2 separate regions of the Bombyx mori genome follow, and region 1 is linked to region 2. Evidence: chromatin contacts called from public Hi-C data. All regions are on one chromosome and are shown on one strand. The core of a region is the stretch at or near the end of the contact, and the rest is flanking DNA. Distances in the headings are between cores, read along the strand shown.

What was found. Hi-C and Micro-C count contacts between places; a contact is called where the count stands out from the background.
Region 1: a Hi-C map of whole pupa shows a contact between it and region 2, with 4 times the contacts expected there. The contact joins the enhancer-like site here to the promoter of LOC101741026 in region 2. A contact is called at or near these places in 3 of 7 Hi-C or Micro-C datasets (midgut, posterior silk gland and whole pupa).

What each region holds. Positions count from the first base shown.
Region 1 is chr9:15,740,123-15,745,096 of ASM3026992v2, forward strand. It overlaps LOC101741026 (moesin/ezrin/radixin homolog 1), which reads left to right. Exons shown (of 11, transcript XM_004931148.5): 6 at 625-836; 7 at 1,290-1,550; 8 at 2,541-2,646; 9 at 3,240-3,374; 10 at 4,168-4,518; 11 at 4,943-4,974. Among protein-coding and RNA genes, the nearest start is that of LOC101738544, 18 kb to the right of the region's middle. Within about 2 kb of position 3,294, at least 5 of the 8 cell types and tissues checked have open chromatin away from gene starts, as enhancers often do.
Region 2 is chr9:15,675,351-15,680,290 of ASM3026992v2, forward strand. It overlaps LOC101741026 (moesin/ezrin/radixin homolog 1), which reads left to right and starts at 1,620. Exons shown (of 11, transcript XM_004931148.5): 1 at 1,620-1,855; 2 at 2,191-2,221. The coding sequence starts at 2,210.

The DNA.
Region 1 (4,974 bases), core at 2,044-4,543, 66 kb after region 2:
TTCAAGAAACATTCGTACCTATTCAATATTAACCGAGCGCTTACTTTAGGGCGCTAGGGTAATGATTGTACACGGGCCCTACATTGGCTAGAGACGACTTTGATTACAATTCGTCTCTCCGGCTGTTTGCCTGACGAATCCTTATTGGATAGCAGTTATTGGATTCAAAAAGCTGGATGGAGTAGCCGAGCCCATGGAGAGTCGTGCTTAGTGTCGTGCAATTGGAGAGACTTATGTCCAGCAGTGGATTGTTATAGGTTGATGATGATATTGGATCACAATGGTTGAGAAACAATTGTAATGAAAATTCCATTTAGAACTTAATAGTGGCAGAAGAAGCTACACGTAACAGTAATGAAGGATCTACCTAAGGACTTAAAAGCCTCCACACGACATTCGTAATAGTCATGCCTCTGGGACACTCTTGGGATAATAATTCCAGGGCGCTCTTGTCATATTAATGATTTACTACGAAAACGTGCGTGCGTGTTCAAGGTGCGTGGCGCATTTACGTTGTAAATGTCTATGGGTTCCAGTAACCACTTAACACCAGGTGGGCTGTGAGCTCGTCCACCTATCTAAGCAATAAAAAAAAATACCTTGAGGAACTGTTTCTCTCACCAGATGTCCCGCGAGGAATGGGAGCAGAGCATCACTAACTGGTGGCAGGAACACCGCGAGATGCTCCGCGAAGACGCCATGATGGAGTACCTGAAGATTGCTCAGGACCTGGAGATGTACGGCGTCAACTACTTCGAGATCCGCAACAAGAAAAATACAGAGCTATGGCTCGGTGTTGATGCCCTCGGGCTCAATATCTATGAGAAGGATGACAAGTAAGTGTACACCCTGTAGATATGCGTCGTTTAATATTCTGTTGACTACAAGTGTATTTGTTTTGATTGTGATTGACGTAACTTCCACGATACTTCCACTGGTCAGCACAAATTACAGTAAATATTTTGTCATTTTAAATATACTGAATTAAATAAAGTGTACTTAATGTACATTTTTAATGCAACCCATTCTTTATTAACATTTCAGTCTTAAAAAGTTTTATAGAGAAAAAAAAATCTTTTATGCAATGCATGATTGTATTCACTTTTTACTACTATTGCATTGACAATCCTTTTTTTAAAGTAAAAATCAAAGTTAATAGACATATAACAATAACGAAATCTGTAAAATAAAAAAAGTAACATCCTGTATTTAAAAAAAAATCAAATTTTTCATTTGTAATTTCGAAAATATTGAATCTTGTACCTAACTAATTGAAATAAAATTTTCAGATTGACCCCGAAAATCGGGTTCCCCTGGTCTGAAATCCGGAACATCTCGTTCAACGACCGCAAGTTCATCATCAAGCCGATCGACAAGAAGGCGCCCGACTTCGTGTTCTTCGCGCCGCGCGTCCGCGTCAACAAGCGCATCCTCGCGCTGTGCATGGGCAACCACGAGCTGTACATGCGCCGCCGCAAGCCCGACACCATCGACGTGCAGCAGATGAAGGCGCAGGCGCGAGAGGAGAAGCTCGCCAAGCAGGCGCAGAGGTGATCTATACTCACTCCATCAGCGGTCGGGGAACCGGGGTAAATTACCCCAATGGGGTAGAATGAAATTTTGGGAGTAAAAATGAAACTTGATCGTTGTGATTACTAACTCGATGAAACTAAATGAAAGGAAAGGATTTTTTTTTTTTTTTCAATATTATCATGAAGGTTATAATGTGAAAGATGCCAAAATAGAAGCGATTTGGTTTTTTTTTTTCTTCGCCATGGGTTAATATCGACTTAAACAAAAATATTTTGGGGTAATAATTAAAAAAAGTTCCCCGACCGCTGGCATACATCATCAACCGGTAAGCAGCGGCTTGCTTCTGCCCCTGGCATTGCTGAAGTCCATGGGCGACGGTAACCGCTCACCATCAGATAGGCCGCACGCTCGTCAGCCTACAAAGACAATAAAAAAAAAACCTGCAGCAATCCGCTGCTAGGCAGAAACCTCTCCAATTGCACGCCACTGAGCACGACTCCATCTGCTCGGCTTCTCCATCCAGCTTTTGTAATCCAATCACTGCTATCCACTAAGAATTCGTCAGGCAAACAGCTGGAGAGACGAACTGTAATCAAAGTCGTCTCTAGCCAATGTAGGGCCCATGTGCAATCATTACCCTAACGCCCTAAAGTAAAGGCTCAGTTAAAATGGAATTGATACGAATGTAGCAGGTTCATTGAAAGTGACACCGCTGCGCCCAAACCCTGCACCATAGGTAAAGCCGTCTCTGATTGTAAACCTGGTGATAGAACCTCTTGTGAGTCCGCACGGGTAGGTACCACCACCCTGCCTGTTTCTGCCGCGAAGCAGTAATGCGTTTCGGTTCGAAGGGTGGAGCAGCCATTGTAACTATACTTGAGACCTTAGAACTTATAATATATCAAGGTGGGTGGCGCATTTACGTTGTAGATGTCTATGGGCTCCAGTAACCACTTAACACCAAGTGTGAGCTCATCCACTAATGCAAAGCTTCCTCTTGTTTGCAGAAAGAAGCTCCAGTTGGAGATAGCCGCGCGTGAGCGTGCCGAGAAGAAGCAACAGGAGTACGAAGACCGGCTGCGGCAGATGCAGGAAGAGATGGAGCGGTCACAGGTTAGTGCTGTGCTCATCAGAGTATGTCGACCTGCTAATTACGCGCAAATATTGACAGTTGTGCTCCCCTCCCCGGAACTAGAGATGTATCGCTATCGAAACACTATTGCAGCGTTATCGATAAGTATCGATATTAAGGACGTCGCTGTTGCGTTGTGGTAAATGAGAGTGGACTGTATTTTTTGGTTTTGATAACTTTATTAGTCTTTAAGTGACAAATAAAAAGATATATGAAATATGAAATCGATGTGTCGCCCTTGGCGGCTGGAATTGAAAAGGGGAAAGTGTCAAATCAAATCAAAAACAAATTATTCAACATAAATGAAAGTACATACTTGTTGAACGTCAAAAAGAACTACCGCCAATTCACAAAAACTAGCCTCCGTCCTGAGAAGAATTGGCAAGAAACTCAGCGTCCATGTCTTTTTTTTTTTAAATATTAGATAAATTTTTTGTCATAGTGGACGTCGCTCGTTGACACTTTTGACGTTTCGAATTCAAACAGTCGCCAATCTCTTTAGTTTCTTTAGAATCAAAACGCAGTATCGCTACGGCCGAGGACACAATTGACAAATGTTTATTGTATGATGCAGGCCAACTTGCTCGAGGCCCAGGACATGATCCGGCGCTTGGAGGAACAGCTCAAGCAGTTGCAGGCCGCCAAGGAGGAGCTGGAGCGGAGACAGGGAGAGCTGCACGACATGATGCAGAGACTCGAGGAGACCAAGGTAATTTACTTGTTTAATAAAAAACAGCCCACAGACGTCCACTGCTGGACATAGGCCTACCCCAAGCCTCGTCACAAAGACCGGTCCTGCGCTGCTTGCATCCAGCGGATCCCCGCGAACCTCAATAGATCGTCGGCCCATCTAGTGGGACGCCTGCCCACGCTGAAAAAAAAACCAGCTTATTCACTGTATAAAGTAATTCATTTACATAATTAAGTGAGGTAAAATGTTATAAATTTATAACGAGGAGAAATCCAGTAGAACATATTTTTAATAATGAGCGTTCGCCCTGTTCGGTTCCAAACAATATTCGTTCAAGAAACAAATGACTTGTGTTGTGACTTCCAAAGAGTAGTTTATAGGATCGCTTAGTTTTAAATACAATTAAATTACATGACTGAAATTTGTCTATGAATTCGTTCATCCCTTCTCTGTGTCAACTTTAGAAAATTGGGGAATGAAAATGACAATATGTATTGATATTGTAATATAATATCTTGTTTACTTTTTTGTACTTTTTATTTACTGGTGGTAGGACCTCTTGTGAGTCCGCACGGGTAGGTACCACCACCCTGTCTATTTCTGCCGTGAAGCAGTACTGCGTTTCGGTTTGAAGGGTGGGGCAGCCGTTGTAACTATACTGAAACCTTAGAATTTATATCTCAAGGTGGGTGGCGCATTTACGTTGTAGATGTCTATGGGCTCCAGTAACCACTTAACACCATGTGGGCTGTGAGCTCGTCCACTCACCTAAGTAATAAAAATAATAATAATGTACATAATTTTGTTATAGAATATGGAAGCAGCAGAACGTGCCAAGTTAGAAGAGGAAATCCGCACTAAACAAGAGGAAGTACAACGCATTCAAACCGAAGTCGAGCTCAAGGACTCGGAGACGCGGCGCCTGCAGGACGAGGTGGAGGAGGCCCGGCGCAAGCAGGACGAGGCCGCGGCGCTCCTGGCGGCCGCCACCACCCCGCAGCACCACCACGTGGCTGAGGACGGCGGGGTGGACGACGGCTCCGACCACGGCGAGGAGTCCGGCGGCGGAGACCTGCACCAGGCGCCCGACGACCTCGTCGACCCGGTCGAGGCCAGGACCACCTTGGCCGAGAAGAACGAGCGGCTACACAACCAGCTCAAGGTAACTAACAGTGCTCTCACGCTGCACCGCGGCAACGAGCTGCCAACCTATATTCAACAGCATCTCACTGCAAGTGTGACAGAGTTTAGCCATACAAACTATACTCGTATTATTTTAAAACTTAGAGATATTAAAGGATAAGGTCTAGAATAAACTTATTTTGAAATGGTAGGGTAGATGGATTTGTGCTATATATTTGTTAACTTTAACTGAATTAAACAACAAAAATATATCGCTCAAACAATTGCTCGACTCCACACCGTGAGTGTTTGAAAATTGCATTTTGTGAAAAGATTAAAATTAAATTTTTCTCGATCAGTGAGCACACGACGAGCCTTTTAAAAAAACAATAAAATTAATTTATCAATTATTTTTTTTGTAATTATGGAGTATATTATATAATATCTCGGTATCTTTTCAACAGGCGCTGAAACAAGACCTCGCGCAGTCCCGCGA
Region 2 (4,940 bases), core at 370-2,869:
TCGGATCCTCCCGATCCACTAACGCAAAGGCGGATCCAGGGGGGGGTCATGGGGGTCATGACCCCCCCCTGAGCTGGTCCATAGGTGGACCACATATTGAACATAATGATTTTAGGACACAATATATTGTTGCTCCTTATATTGCTCCTTAATTAATTTAATATAATATAATAACTTTGTATGATAGCAAATGTTTGGGAACGAACGCATCGAAAATTTGAATTTTACCGCGCCACACTCGCGCGCGCTTGTCGACTACGTAACGTCTAGGTCTTTCTCTACGTTGCGCAGACTTAAATCGTGGCTAAGATCTTCAATGGTTGAAGATCGCCTAACCGGACTGGCACTTCTCCACGTTCATAAAAACGTACCCATTGACGTAAATGACGTAATAACGCGTTTCGGGAGAAGACGTAAAAGAAAAATTGATTTTGTTATTTAAATATGTATTTTGTCTGTTTCTATTTTGTTTGTTGGAAACCCTTGTCGTACCTTTGCGGAGTTTTGCGTCATACCCCTCGACATACCTTTAGCTGTTATGACAAACCATTCACCACGGTTATGGAATATAAATGGGCGTGATAGTGCTTCTCTGGATGTCTTCAAGAGAAGATGACAATATGTACGTGTATATGTAGGTACAAGTCATTATGCGTTAAGTTTTTCAAGTGTACAATAAAGAATAAATATTTTTAAGTACAGTACTTACGTACATTAATAAAATACTACTTTTTACTTGTATCTATTGTTATCAAAATTAAATTATAAGTTCTTGACTTGACCATGACTATGTGACCCCCTCCTGGCACCAAAGCTGGATCCGCCCTTGCACTAACGGTGCTTTTAGGTACCTCAAGCACCGGTCATCGTTCCACACAGCCCACTGAGTTTCTCGCCGGATCTTCTCAGTGGGTCGCGTTTCCGATCCGGTGGTAGATTCTGCGAAGCACGGTTCTTGCTAGGGTTCGTGTTAGTAACGTAGTCAGGTTTGAGCCCCGTGAGCTCACCTATTAGTAAAGGTTCCGCTGACATAGCCTCTCAAGGCTATCAGCTTAGGTGGGAAAAAAAATAAGAATACTCTGCCACTGAAAATAAATAAAATGATTTCGAGCGGCAAGAAAAAAATTTAATCTGAAACTGTACTGAACTAGGATCAAATGAAATGAATTAATGTCAGTGTTCAGCAACTTTCTGCCATTTTCTCACATTTATAAACTTTTACGTGGTAATCGGTAAATAATGATCTATGATTATAACAAGTTTAAGCCTGAACAAGCACTACATAATTTAAAACCATAACATGGATTAATCACAATTTTAGTTTTTGAAAATTTTATATTATAAAAAAGTGCGAACTTAAAAATGGTAAAGGTAATAATTATAATTTAGTCGACCCGCGAAAAACGAAGGAAATATGTACTAAAACAACAAATTTAAACTTCGCTTCTTGTGTTCCCGCCAAACAAGTCGTGTTTCTTTCGACCGTTAAAATGTTACCTATATTTGCTCTAACTTAGAACAACTTTTTAGCAGAATTTTTTTGTTAACATGTCATCACCATAATTTTAAAAAGTAAATTAAATTGTGAATGTTATGATTTTTTCTTTCTAGCCTGAGTTTTGAGTCTCTACGCATTAAAAAAAAAATGTAATTCTTTAAAGAGTTTTTACCCTTAAATAAGTTTCTGAAAATTTCATAGTATTTTAGCTCAAACTATGGCAATGTGTGCTACCACGTCACGCAAGCAGTTGTCGTTGTCACACCGCGATATTTTTGTGGCCGTAGGGTGTGTGCATTCTTTATGTGTGTTGTGCTACTTATGTGGATTATTAGGTGATATTCTTGTTTATACCGGGTAAGTACTGAAAAGCCATCAATCTGGTTATAAACAATAAATCTTAATATTAATAATTTGAAATTGAAGTATTCGTGATGACTATATTATTAAGCTTATCCGCTGTGGCATACCCGGTGACTACTTGATATTGTCATAGCGCGAATATGATTATTTAGTGGAAAATCTCGTAATCTTGCTGGTAATACGTAATATAGTAGCGACAGCCTAAAGTTTATAAGCTTAAAATATTGTTAAAAGTTAGTGAAGAGCGCGAAAACAATTCCCCAAATCCAATTCAACTTTATGCAATTTACAAGATAACACTATTTTATGTCTCGTTTTCGTATTTGCAGATAGTGATCCATAGCCAACATGCCGAAATCAGTGAGTACATCTTATTAATTCAATTAATGTTACGAAACAGCACACCGAGTTGTCATTGATTATGCAAACATCCAGTTAAGTTTGAATTTCAATATTATGAAAAACCTATGAATTAAACTTTTATGAGACAGCAAATTCTATAACAAATTGTACATGAATCGAAAGACTTAAGTAATTAGAGAAATGTATAGGACGTTTTTAATTCAAACTTAAAATGTACCCAGTACAATTGTATGCCAAATAATTAATTCTGTAATAATTATAAAATTGTAAAAATATAATAAACTGTTTCATGATATTAGAATAACAATTTTAAAAGTGTCACCTACAAAAACACATTAACTAAGACATCTCATTTTTATTGAAATTGTAATCAGGTTGTCTATAATAAAGATAAGTTCTACATTAAACTTTAGATGTTGAAAACGACCAGTACATTTTTTTTATATGTAATGGCACATTGTGACACATTTGAGCATATGAGTCATCATAAATAGCAACAGGTCACAAGAGTTAATAAATTAAAGGCACCCATGAGAGGGTACCACTTAAAACTAGTTAAAGTTATTACTAATTATTACCAAACCAATAAAGTAATTGAACTTAAAGAGGGATATATAAAAAACTGAGTTTAAAATAATTTCTAATTTCATTTTTCTCATACAAAGTTTTGTTGAGGATGTTGTTTTGAGGATGGGAGAGGAAAGAGACTCCTCAATTTTTCATCAGACCATTTAAATTTAAACAGCTGCAAAATATTTCTACATATATTTACCGAAATTTGAATTGTATATTCCTTGGAAGAAGTACGGCTTTGAAAGTTTTTATTTTGCCAAACAATTTAAGCATTTATATTTTTACCATTTGTCTGATACTTCCAAAACAAGAACATAATTCTGTGAATTGATGATTGAACTGAATTGGAATATACAAAAATGCTATCTGATAATAGTCTATGCTATTTTACCTATAGGTAAATGCTATAGCGGCATCTACTATATAGAACCTGTTTGCATGTGGCAAACTTCTTTTTATTGCTCTCAATAGAAAAGGCCCATAATGTATTTGAAGCTTAATGAGCAAATGGGATTAACTACTGAAAAAATATGTAGAAAAACTGATTGATTAATTACCAAAATGAACCGGAGTTTTATCGCAGCTGCCTTAAACGATATAATATCTTGTTATTGCACCTATGAACCTACCTAGCCATGATGAATATTAAGTTGAAAGACTGTTCTCACTAGAAGCAGCACAGCAGATTAATTAAATACAGATTAAAACAAAAAGGTATATGTTCCTCACAAGTAACAACTTGTATGTTTCTTACCATATTAAATGGTCTCTCCAAACAATATCTTTGAAAATCTGAAACCCAAGATACAGTAAAGGTCTTATCAAAAATATATCTATTCATGAAAAATACCAATGTTCGTATGTTTTTTAGTGTGAGCTAAGTTATTTTTTGAATGAACGCTGTCTCAATTTGTACTAAACTCTAGAATAGTTACTTTAATTTTTTTCCATAAAAAATTGATGACTATTGCTGAAAATTTCACATGTGCTGATAATTGAATCATTTTGTATGCAATTAAATTTTAAAAAATAAAGTTCGGTCCACTTTTAAATTTATTTGAATACTGATACCATTAAGAACTAAAGATTAAGAAATTGTATAGTGTGTGTTGACAATTATAAAAAATAAACATTAAAAATCCTTATATTTTCAGATTCTCAATTACATAACCCATGCTCTAGATCTTGGATCAAATGATAATAGTTTGGTTAGTTGATTCTAAGTTTTGCTTGTAATTTGAATGTAGAATTTTACATACAACAATGATTAATGTAGTGTTTGTTAAAGATTGTGGTCCAAGTAATATATTACGTTTGATTACCTATAGTTTGATGTGTTTTTTTAAGTATGTTGATCCATTTTGATTATTATCTCAGTGCTAGTTAATAAATTGTTTTATCCTATGTGATTTGTGTGAGAATATTTTGCCTGATATCCAATTTTAATGTGATATTTTTGTATGTGGCTAGTTTCGAATCAACTTTGTACTTGTAGCTATGGGTGCCCTGTAATTTTTCATCAGTGTTGTCAGATTTGTTATATTTATTTTTAAATCAAATCTTTAATATTTCTATTTAATCCTTTTACAGGTAGAATTTAAAGAAATTCTTCCTTTCTGCATTTCTAGGGAATTAAATTAAGAATTAGGTAAAATTAATATAAATTTCTCAAGATTATTCCTTCCATCCTGAGTGATTTTCCAGAGATCATTATTACCAAGTTCCATTAAACTCCAGTTATTAAAGTACCCTCACAGTGTGCTTAAGACCCTATCATAAAATAAGTCCATAAGCGATCATAAAATATATCTGTCTGCCCTATGCCTATTGATAATTTTATTAAATTTCATAACCAATGCATGCTGAATTATGCATGTAATGTATTGTGTAATATGTAAATAGTGTAGTCAATATGTTATGTGTGTCAAAGGAAGGAAGCAAGAAAGTGGGACACACTTATCTAGTTAGCGAGCATTATACTATGTCTATAGTACAAGTTAGTTTGTATATTCCTAAGTTCTATGTTTGTTGATTAAATATATATAACCAAAATTCCGAACAGTTCTTAGAACACTCGTGAGTGAGCTTGGCCTAATGTTCATAAATGATAGATAAATTGAGTTTTAAAAAACGGTACCGTCCT